Regions from separate parts of the Hordeum vulgare genome. Here region 2 is linked to region 1. A link is a contact called in public Hi-C data. All regions are on one chromosome and are shown on one strand. Each heading gives the region's core, a stretch centred on a gene start, on an enhancer-like site or on the middle of the called end of the contact. The rest is flanking DNA. Distances are from core to core; before and after follow the strand shown.

Region 1 (5,007 bases), core at 1,122-3,621:
ATGTGTGTCGTGCGTGCGTGCCAAAAAAAGAGAAGAATGCATTTTAGTAGACGTCGTAGTTGTAACTCCAGAACACGGGGTTGCTAATGATAACCTTCAAAGGATGAACTCGACTGGTTCGTCGGCCGATCAATCTGTCCCATCCTTCCTCCACCATGATGGCTAGGAAAGATACGATGAGGAAGTGAACCAAGCTCTAGGTCCAGAAACCCTGCGAGCTTACTGAGACCAAAAGAATCACTAGCATCCAGATCCGGTGTAGCTCGCTTTGCATCAGGACCCTTTTTCCTATTCGCATATTGATAGTCGCTATGGAGGCACATCCAACTATATACAAGGAAGAACCGACATCCCCCTCCCCCCTTCCCACACACACTCCCATTCCGATCGACGAGATCGTCGGACAAGAGGAGAACTTGGCTACTCTAAAGCAAAGGAGGCCAGATGGGTTGGTCCTGATGTGCTGGCCTGATAGTACACATGCCCATCTCGACACGTTCATAATTGAGAGGTGCTGACACGTGGCCTGACTAGGGTCGTGCATGTGTCGTGAGGTTGGATGAGTGTCGGCATGGCACGATCGATTTCCTTTTCTTAAACTATCTTTTCAGACAGCCCCGAAAACAACCCAAAATCAAGCGGTCTGATGGGCTAAAGGTGCCAGAGCCACCTCGTTTGTCATGCCTGGGCAAGGGAGCGCCATGCGAGTGTCGGCTCGGCATGGCTGGGCGTGTCGTGCCGGCCCATGTGGACAGGTCTCCTATCAAGGAAGAGGGGGGCGGGGGCGAGAATTCACCCTCCATTTTAAACCTTGAATTCATAGAGATCCGGTGAAATGAACCCTCAAGTCGAAATCCTGGTCAATTGCACCCTGAACTATGCAATGTCGGTCTAATTGAACCCTGGCATCGTTTGGCAAACATGGATTGTCAAAGGATGACCGGGATTGATGCCATTTCGTACTCTTTCTATTTGGGCCGACACACTTTTGTTTTTTCCTTCTTTAAAACACGTAATTTTTTCTTGTTTAAAACTGCAAAAAATAAGCATGCAGGATGACTTGAACCCGAAACCTCGTTTTGTTGGCCAACGCAAGCAACCACCATGACAACACATCTGTTGCGTAGATTTGCTCCCGTTTTCTTCTTTTTCTTTTTTCTGTCTTTCCTTTTTTTATGTTTGTTTTTCATTTTAAAAATAGAAACCGAAATAAAAGAATGTCGTGTACCAGATTTTCAAAAGGAAAAAAGAGGTAACGGTTGAATTTTTGAAAAAAGTTCACGTATTCGAAAAAGTCCGCTAGTTTAGTAAAAAGGTTCACGAATTAAAAACGAATTGAAAAAATTTCAGGTCTTAAATAAAAAAAGTACAAAAGAAATAAGAACAGAAACGAATTGAAAAAATTTCACGTCTTAAAAAAAATGAATTGAAAAAATTCACGCCTTGAAAAAATGAATTGAAAAAATTTCACGCCTTAAAAGACGAATTGAACAAATTTCACACCTTACATGTATTTAATTTTTTTAATACATCATATACATTTAAAAAAAATGCCCCAAACACTTTTTTGAAATGTGTGAACATTTTCCAAATGCAATGTATATTTTTTCTTGTTACTATTTATTTTCTCTTATATTATACAAAGTTTATTGTGTGCCGTACTGCATGAAATATTTGAAAAAAACATTATTTTCAAAAAAGATTAATGAATTTAATAAAAAACGAAAAACAGAGCGACCCAGTGCACTACTTTTTGTTTTTTAACAAAATAAAACTTAACTGGGCCGGTCCAGCGGAAGTAAAGTGTGCGCCTTTTCGATTTTTTTAATGAAAAAATTAAAATGGACCGGCCTACCATACGGATCTCAGTTGACACGATGTCGGAATTCGATTTAGACCGGAATTGCATCGTTCAGGATACAATCGACCGTGATTTTGATTTGAGGGTTCGTTCCGCCCGATTAATACAAGTTGAAGGTTTATTGCAAAGGCTATTGGGGTTGAGTTGCAAGTTGTGTTGCAACCATGCACAATCACCATTGGAGGAAAAGGAAAGAAGAAAAGAAAGAAAGAAAAACAATAATTTATTTCTTCACATTCCCCTTCCAAGATGGCATTCATTGGTCCATTCATTTCAGATTTCACTCAGTCACACTAGCCCGAGGTCCCCATCTCCAGCCGAGAGCCGAGCTCCGTCCACCCATCCATGGTGGTGGTGAGGACATACTCCAGATAAAAGAGAGACGCAAAGAAAAACAAATGGCGGTGAAGAAGGAAAGCCACCACATACACGCGCACACGCAACGCCACACCACCGCACGCACATACTACACCTCCTCCTCCTCCTCCTCCTCTGCTCCCCCCCTCTCCACTTATGATCACCACCATGTCCTCCTCCTCCCGCAGCGGCCTGGACGGCGGCGCGGGCGCGGCGGCCAGCTCGAAGCGCATCGTCAAGTCGCCGGAGCCGACGTCGGTGCTGTACAACCGGAGCCCAAGCCCGCCCACGTCCTCGTCCGCGCACTCGGAGCCGCCGCCCATCAGCGCCGAGGACTGGGACGCCGTGCTGCTCTCCTCCGGCGGCTGCGACAACATGGCCGCCGCCGCGCACACCACCCAGGACACCTCCTTCCTGCGCTGGATCATGGACGCCGGCTACGCCGACGGCGACGGCGACGCCTTCGGCTTCAAGGGCCCCGCCCCCTTCGACCCCTCCCCTCTTCTTCTTCACCCGCCGCCGGCACCCGCACAGCGCCGGGGGGTGGAGGACGAGGAGGACGAGCCCTTCTCGCTCCCGCAGCTCCCTCCACAGCTCTCCCTCCCGCAGCAGCAGCAGCAGGTCCATTTCCCTGTCCCGGCCTCCGCGCCGGGCGCCGCCGGAGGGGGAGGAGGAGATCTCGAGCCCCAGGCGACGGTGGACGAGCTGCTCGAGGCGGCGCGCCGCGCCGACGCCGGGGACCCGGCTGGCGCGCGCGAGATATTGGCGCGGCTCAATCACCGGCTCCCCTCGCCGCCCGCCCCGCCGGGCCACCCTCCCCTGCTCCGCGCCGCCGCGCTCCTCCGGGACGCGCTCCTGCACCGCCTCCTCCCGCCCGCAGCCGGCCCCTGCTCCGTCCTCTCGCCGCTCGACGTCGCGCTCAAGCTCGCCGCGCACAAGGCGCTGGCGGACGCCTCGCCCACCGTCCAGTTCGCCGGGTTCACGTCCACGCAGGCCTTCCTCGACGCGCTCGGCGCCGGCGCGCGCCGCGTCCACGTCGTCGACTTCGACGTCGGCTTCGGGGGCCACTGGCCGCCGCTCATGCAGGAGCTCGCGCACCACTGGCGCCGCACCGCCGCGCCGTCGACGCCGCCGCCCACCCTCAAGGTCACGGCATTGGTCTCGCCGGGGTCGAGGCACCCCCTGGAGCTCCACCTCACGCAGGAGAGCCTGGCGCGCTTCGCCGCCGAGCTCGGCATCCCCTTCGAGTTCGCCGCCGTCGCCTTCGACCCCTTCAGCCCCTCGCCGCCCCCTGGCCTGTCCGCGGCGCCCGACGAGGCCGTCGCCGTGCACATCACCGTCGGCACGGAGACCTCCAGGCCGACACCAGCGTCCCTCCGCGTCGTGAAGCAGCTCCGGCCCGCCATCGTCGTGTGCGTCGACCACGGCTGCGACCGCGCCGACCTGCCGCTCCGGAGCCACGCGCTCAACGTCCTCCGCTCCTGCGCCGCGCTCGTCGAGTCGCTCGACACGCCCGGCGCGTCGCTGGACGTGGTGGCCAAGGTGGAGCAGTTCGTCCTGCGGCCGAGGGCCGAGCGCCTGGTCACCGGCGGCGACAAGCTGCCGCCATGGAGGTCCACGTTCGCGTCCACCGGGTTCACGCCCCTGCCTCTCAGCAATGCCGCGGAGGCGCAGGCAGAGTGCCTGCTCCGGCGCACGGCCAACCATGGCTTCCACGTCGAGAAGCAGCAGTCGGCGCTGGCGCTCTGGTGGCAGCGGTCGGAGCTCGTGTCGGTATCGGCATGGCGGTGCTGAACTGCTGATCCATCCCCTTGCCAGAGCAGCCCGGTACAGTTGTAGTTCATCTTGCCAAAACTTGAACCTTTCTCAAGTACTAGTAGCCAATCTTGTTGTGTGATATACTCCTACTCACTAGCAACTTCGAGGCATGAACAATGGAAATTCGAAATGCCGAAAAACTGTTAACCCCCCAACCTGCGTTTTAATTGTTGATTGATACTGTAATCCTCATGTGTGATCATTGTGTATTATGCCAGTCATATTTCCAGACTGATTCAAGTTCAAGTCCTTTTGGTTCCTCTCCTCTGCTCTTTGTAATTATTAAGCTTTTGCCAGTGGAAATCAACAGGGATTTTCCAAGCAAATTTGTAGCAAATCAGTTGAATCCTGTTGTGATTTGTAGTAGCAGAGTATGTATGTATGTATGCAACTGATTTTTGCTGGTTGATTCTAATTAACTAAACCAGAGTGTGCATGTATGTGTGTATCAATCAGCCTGCAACTAAGGTTTTATGATGATTGATGTGACAACTCTAATTGTGTAAGATTTTTATTTTCTTTGGAGTAGGACATCAAAGCTGAACTGTGGATATGAATGTGATGTGCCTTTATTTACAAGTCAGGTCCATTGTACCAGTACCTTTCAGTTCACACATCAAGATTTGCATACTCCACACTTGTTTTCCTTTTCCTCCATGAATTACCGTCTGGGTTTTTCCTCAGCTTGGAAAATGCAATTTAATTACTACACATTGCCAAAATTTGAATTATGTGGGGTTGTTGAGATGGCATGGAAAAATGCAACTGTACTGAATCAAATACTGAATTTTAGGGTGACATGTATGTATGATATATGATCCTCCTCCTCATCATACCTACTGTTAAACAAGGGAAAGTTTCAGTTGGGGCGTCGTCATCGGCCTTTGATGACGATGTGGGTTGCGCTAATCTTGCAACTCTGTTTCGATAACCAATTAAGGAACATTCTGGAAACAGGTACATGCTTATAG
Region 2 (5,007 bases), core at 1,505-4,004, 190 kb before region 1:
AACAGAAGTTTGTGGAAATCAAGTGCGCACCGCAACAACATAATATTATAATCAAATGAACTGGAGTACTTACAGCATTTTTAATTGCTGTTATCAAAGCTGATCTCCAATATCTATCACCATAAAGTGCTATCCTTTCCGGCAACAATGTCAGATGGTCACCTTTCAAGCTTCCATTGCATGCTTCATCATTGGCGTTTAGCAGCTGATATGAGATGCTAGTTAGGTTATGACTAGCCCTTAGAGAAAGAGTTTGATCTTTCATAACAGAAGCACCTCTCCCTTGTGTAAACCAAACACAATGCTTCCAGTGATCACACCAATCCTTCGTGTCTATAAAGATAGAAGGAAGACATCGTTTTAATAACTTCATAATGTAAAACAGGTTGACTCCTATAAGGTCTACATAACGAACATGCCAGTTCAAACAACGAGTTTGAAATACCAGTGAACCTAAGAAGCACGTATGTTCTAACAATAATCATATGCCCAAATCGCTTACGTCTTCAACAAGGTCAATAAATAACAGTACTTGCACAAATGCTATTAGCATTGCTAGCAAAACATTATGCAGAAACGTTCAGGCATAGATAAACAACCATGAATGCGCATTGGGCCACTATATCCTGAACTTTCATGGCCCAAGTGCAACATTACTCAATAAACCAGGGAAATGGGGACAAATGTTGGTCAATACATAGCCTATCAATTCATCGAAATGGAAAATGACATGGAATAATGCAAAAGAATTACTTAAGATGGCAAAAGTCTTGATTATTTAACCAACCGTCAGCGCATTGTGGTAGATCCGTGATACTTGATTGCCTCACCCATCTGGGAGCAGTGGAGTAGAAGATTGACCCATCAGAATCTAACTGAAGCACCCACCTACGTTGGAAGAAAAAATATTAATTCAGCACACTTTTAAATATAAGGTGACGAAAGAGACTACAAGATTCTGTACTTACCACGAAATAATAGCATGAACACAGCCATCACCAGTTGTTTTAATCGTGATCTTGTTTTCACGCTGACTCTCTGGTCGTTCCGAAAAGTCAAATTCAAAAACTTTGAAGGGTTCTGACAGCTGAAGTAAAATAAATTAGGACCTGATAATACATTTGCTGAACATGCAAAATAATGGTGCATAGCATACCAATCGTATCTCGTCTTGTAACGGATCACATTGCATTGCATGTTGCTGCAGCTTCACAGAAACGATATTTTCCATCCCACCAGGAGTAAGCCAGACACCATCCGCAGCATTTGCTTCATTGCTGTGCAAATCATGCATCTTCCACAAGAACGGACTTTCGACTAACTAGGATGCCCAAGAAAAAAAATTCCAGTATAAACCAATCAAACATTGCATCCATAGAAAATGCTATCCAGATGAAGTCACATTGAACAAGTGGTGGGAACGGACCTGCCCGTAGGTAGTTGCTCGATATGGGACTGTCTTTGGATTTTTCACCAGTAACGAATCATGAGCTTGCTGTAGAGTAGGTATCAGGCCCTCACCCAACAGCTCAGAGTCAAGAATTTCACTCACCTGAGAAACATAGTATGTTTTGTCAACTATAAATAAAACAATCAATATAACTGCTTCCTAGTAAGGGAAGTGCCTGCTATGTTGTCGCTAGGTGTGAACTGACAACTGAAATAACCAAATCTGAATGATGCTGGCAATTCAGATTTAGTGTGTAGTGATACAGTTGAATCATAACAACGAGTATGAGTACTATACTAGGTTATTTGACTGAGCATAAATATGTATGTATAATACTGGAGCAGGTTCGTTTAGCAGAACAAGAAAGCCAATTGAGCTAAAACAAAAGCCTACCAGCACATCAGCTGGCGAATCGAGCTCGACTCCAACTTGGAGTTCATCCGACCGCTTATGGAAGAGCTTCACCTTATTGTCCATCCCGTTGGCTCTCAGTGCCTTGCGCGTCAACTTGCCCATGGGAAGGTAGGATTCACATGCCGACACGCTGCCCCTGCCCTCGCCTCCAACAGCCCCCAAAGCCCGCGCGGACATCATGGAGAGCAACCCGGTCCCGGCTCTGAACCATCATAAGCATTAGCATAGCATCCACTCTGTTTTCTCTGTGATATCATAGATCATGTAGCCAACAAAGCTGATATTTTTTTGAGGGATTTTTTTCTTCTAAACTAACTTGTCCTTATAATTAACAAGAGGACAAATTAAATGCTAATGGTTATCGTTCAAATGGCCTTAATTAAATTAACAATTAAACTAATAAATGCTAATGGCCTTAATGAACTCGTGTAAATCTATCCTGCTAAATTTTAAGTCCAATGTGACCCATAGTATACATGGTCCAATCACCAATGAGCGCAAATAAATGTATGTATGGACGGGCGCTCACCCGATGTCGAGGACGCGGGAGGAGGGGTCGGAGACGGCGGCCTCGATGGCGCGGCGGTAGGCGCGGTTGCGGGCGGCGTCGTTGAGCATGTCGAGGTAGGAGGTGGCGGCGAGGAGCTGCCTCTGCGTCTGGGGAGGCGCCGCCCCCGCATCCTCCCCCTCCGCCTCGTCCACGACGAGCCACTCGGAGTCGCCGGTGAGCGGGTTGAGGCGGAGCTGGAAGGCGCGGGACGGCGCGGCCGCGGAGAAGGCCATGCGGCTGCGGCCGCGGCCGCGGAGCAGGAGGTGGAGCGCGGCGGGTGGCGGGGACAGGCCGGCGAGGCAGCCCGGCATGAACGGGGGGCTCCGCCGCCGGCGCCTAGGGTTTTGCGGGCGGGCGGGCGGGCGCGAGCTCGCCGCCGTCGGGAGGGAGAGGGACAGCGAGTGGCGCTTTCGCGGAATGGTACCCGGGGACACGCTTATTTCCGCCTTGAGGGCCTGTTTGTAATACAGCGGTTTCCTCGAGGGGCGCTTCGCATGAATCAATTTCCTTTTTTCCACTTTAATTTTAGAACAAGAGAGAGAGAGATATTGCGTTTTATCTGTCGATAGAGAACCGTTGCACATGGTATGGTTTTGACATTGCTTACATGTTTTGAGAAAATATATATATATATTGTATTTCAGCTAACTAAGCGTTGTTGTCCGAGAGACGACTGAAAACCAACGTTGTGATGCCATGTGTACATCGACGCATCATAATGATATTATGATTAATATTTCATTTCCTTCTAGCGTATATGTGTTGGAGGCAAGTCAACGATTTGCTTCCTTCATTCATGGTATTTTAACAGACATGAATGATATGTTGTCATATGAGTGCTAAGACGAAAAAAGGCTACTTTCAAGTTCTTTCTTGTTGTCAACATTAGCCGTCAAGGAAAATGACACCTTGCCATCTCAAAACATGCTCCAACGAGGACAAAACGAAAGAACGAGCTGGCTAGTTCGTGTTGACCTATGGGTAATACGTACTATTTTATTTGCATAAAAATATGTCGGTATTTTCAAAAATAATACTTCGTATGTAAAAAAATATAAAAGCTTTTAGATCATTACGTATGAAATAAACACGTATATTTTTTTACAGAGGGGATATTATGGTATTATGAAAAGAAATATTCTAAGTTGCCACCTTTTCACCTTTTTTTTAGAATCGTCACTTTTTTCCTTTGATTGTTTGATTGATGATTGAAGAGGTGGCAGCACCATTAAAGAATGGTATAATGTCGTGTCGAGAGAAGTCTACTTCAAGTTCTCTTGGGTTGTTGTCAACATTAACAGACAAGGAAAACGACACATTGTCATTTCAAAACATGCTCCGATGACAACGCAAAAGAATCAGTTGATTCGTTTTTGTTGACTTATGAATAACGATCTAAACGTTTCAATATATTTTTTTGTTACAGAGATGGTGTAATGTTGTGAAAAAAGAATATTCTTGATTGCTACTACTTTTTTACTTGTTTTAGAATCTTCTCTTTTTTTTCCTTCCTTTGATTGATTGATTTATGATTGTTGAGTGTTGAGGTGGCAGCACCATGAAAGAATAGTGGCAAATAGACAAATGCATCCCTTGGAAAGAAAAGAAAATATAAAAGTGGGCTGAACATAAGGAAGGCCCGCCACCAACCGCCCTTCATTCATTCTTCCCCTTGGCGAATCTCTTTCCTCCCCGCTCCCCACAGATTCCGCCGCACCGTCGCCGGCGCCGGCGCCCACCATGGCGCTCCTCCTCCGCCACTCCCGCAAGGTACCCCCCCTCCCCTCCCCGTGTCGTCCGGCTCCGTCGGGGAATCGGTCCGGCGATCCGTCCGCCCGGGCCACCAAAACCGCCGCCCGACCCGATCCAGCGGCGGCGATCCTGGGACGGGCCGCTGCTCCGTTCGTTGCCTGCCTCGTCTTGTGGGCGGCTTATGGCGGATTGATCGGTCAAGTTTTTTTCTTTTTTAATTCCTTGGCGGGTTAGAAATTGCGGGAGACCAATGCGGATAGGTTATTCTGATGATGATGAATCTAGGCTCTCGGAGAGATGCCGCTGTGGACCGACGGGGTTGACTGTGGCAAATTGATTGATGTGGATCCCTCGGTGTCCTGGATTTTATCCAGTCCCCGGGGAGAAGTAGCGGTAGCAAAGGTGTGGGTGATGGGTCCTCATGTGATCCATGTAATCGTGTGATTCTCCTGGAACCGTGAGTTTTTCGCCGGATTGGAAACGCCGCACGGGAGCTGCCACCGGTGCTTCCGGGGCTGTTGTGGCGCGCGTGCACAGAACAGAGGGCGGGCGGCGTGCCTTTTTATTCTTGATGATGGTCACATGACAGAACACATCTTGCATTCGCGGCGTTCTGGCTGCCTGCTGCCTCTCTCGGGCATGGAGCACTCCCATCACGTGTACGGTTTTTTCATATGCTCATGGCTGCACGTTTTCCACCTATATATGCAGCTGCGAAGGGTGCACGGTGTCCTGGACTGGGAGCGCGGGAGCATCGCTCGCCACTTCTCCGCCAGTGCCTGCTCCGCCGCTGCGAAAGGAGAAGGTGCTTGCTCCTCTCTGTGTGCCCCTGTGGGGTCTT

The links. Hi-C and Micro-C count contacts between places; a contact is called where the count stands out from the background.
Region 2: a Hi-C map of leaf shows a contact between it and region 1, with 4 times the contacts expected there. The contact joins the promoter of LOC123407272 here to the promoter of LOC123412246 in region 1. A contact is called at or near these places in 2 of 6 Hi-C or Micro-C datasets (both in leaf).

Annotation. Positions count from the first base shown.
Region 1 is chr7H:3,283,829-3,288,835 of MorexV3_pseudomolecules_assembly, reverse strand. LOC123412246 (scarecrow-like protein 22) reads left to right here and starts at 2,371. Exons shown (of 1, transcript XM_045105192.1): 1 at 2,371-4,460. The coding sequence starts at 2,375. The coding sequence ends at 4,012.
Region 2 is chr7H:3,474,922-3,479,928 of MorexV3_pseudomolecules_assembly, reverse strand. LOC123407272 (protein arginine N-methyltransferase 7) reads right to left here and starts at 2,754. Exons shown (of 14, transcript XM_045100374.1): 1 at 2,394-2,754; 2 at 1,844-2,066; 3 at 1,427-1,552; 4 at 1,157-1,321; 5 at 969-1,087; 6 at 788-888; 7 at 74-333. The coding sequence starts at 2,725. It overlaps LOC123407908 (dihydrolipoyllysine-residue acetyltransferase component 2 of pyruvate dehydrogenase complex, mitochondrial-like), which reads left to right and starts at 4,063. Exons shown (of 19, transcript XM_045101151.1): 1 at 4,063-4,184; 2 at 4,878-4,971. The coding sequence starts at 4,155.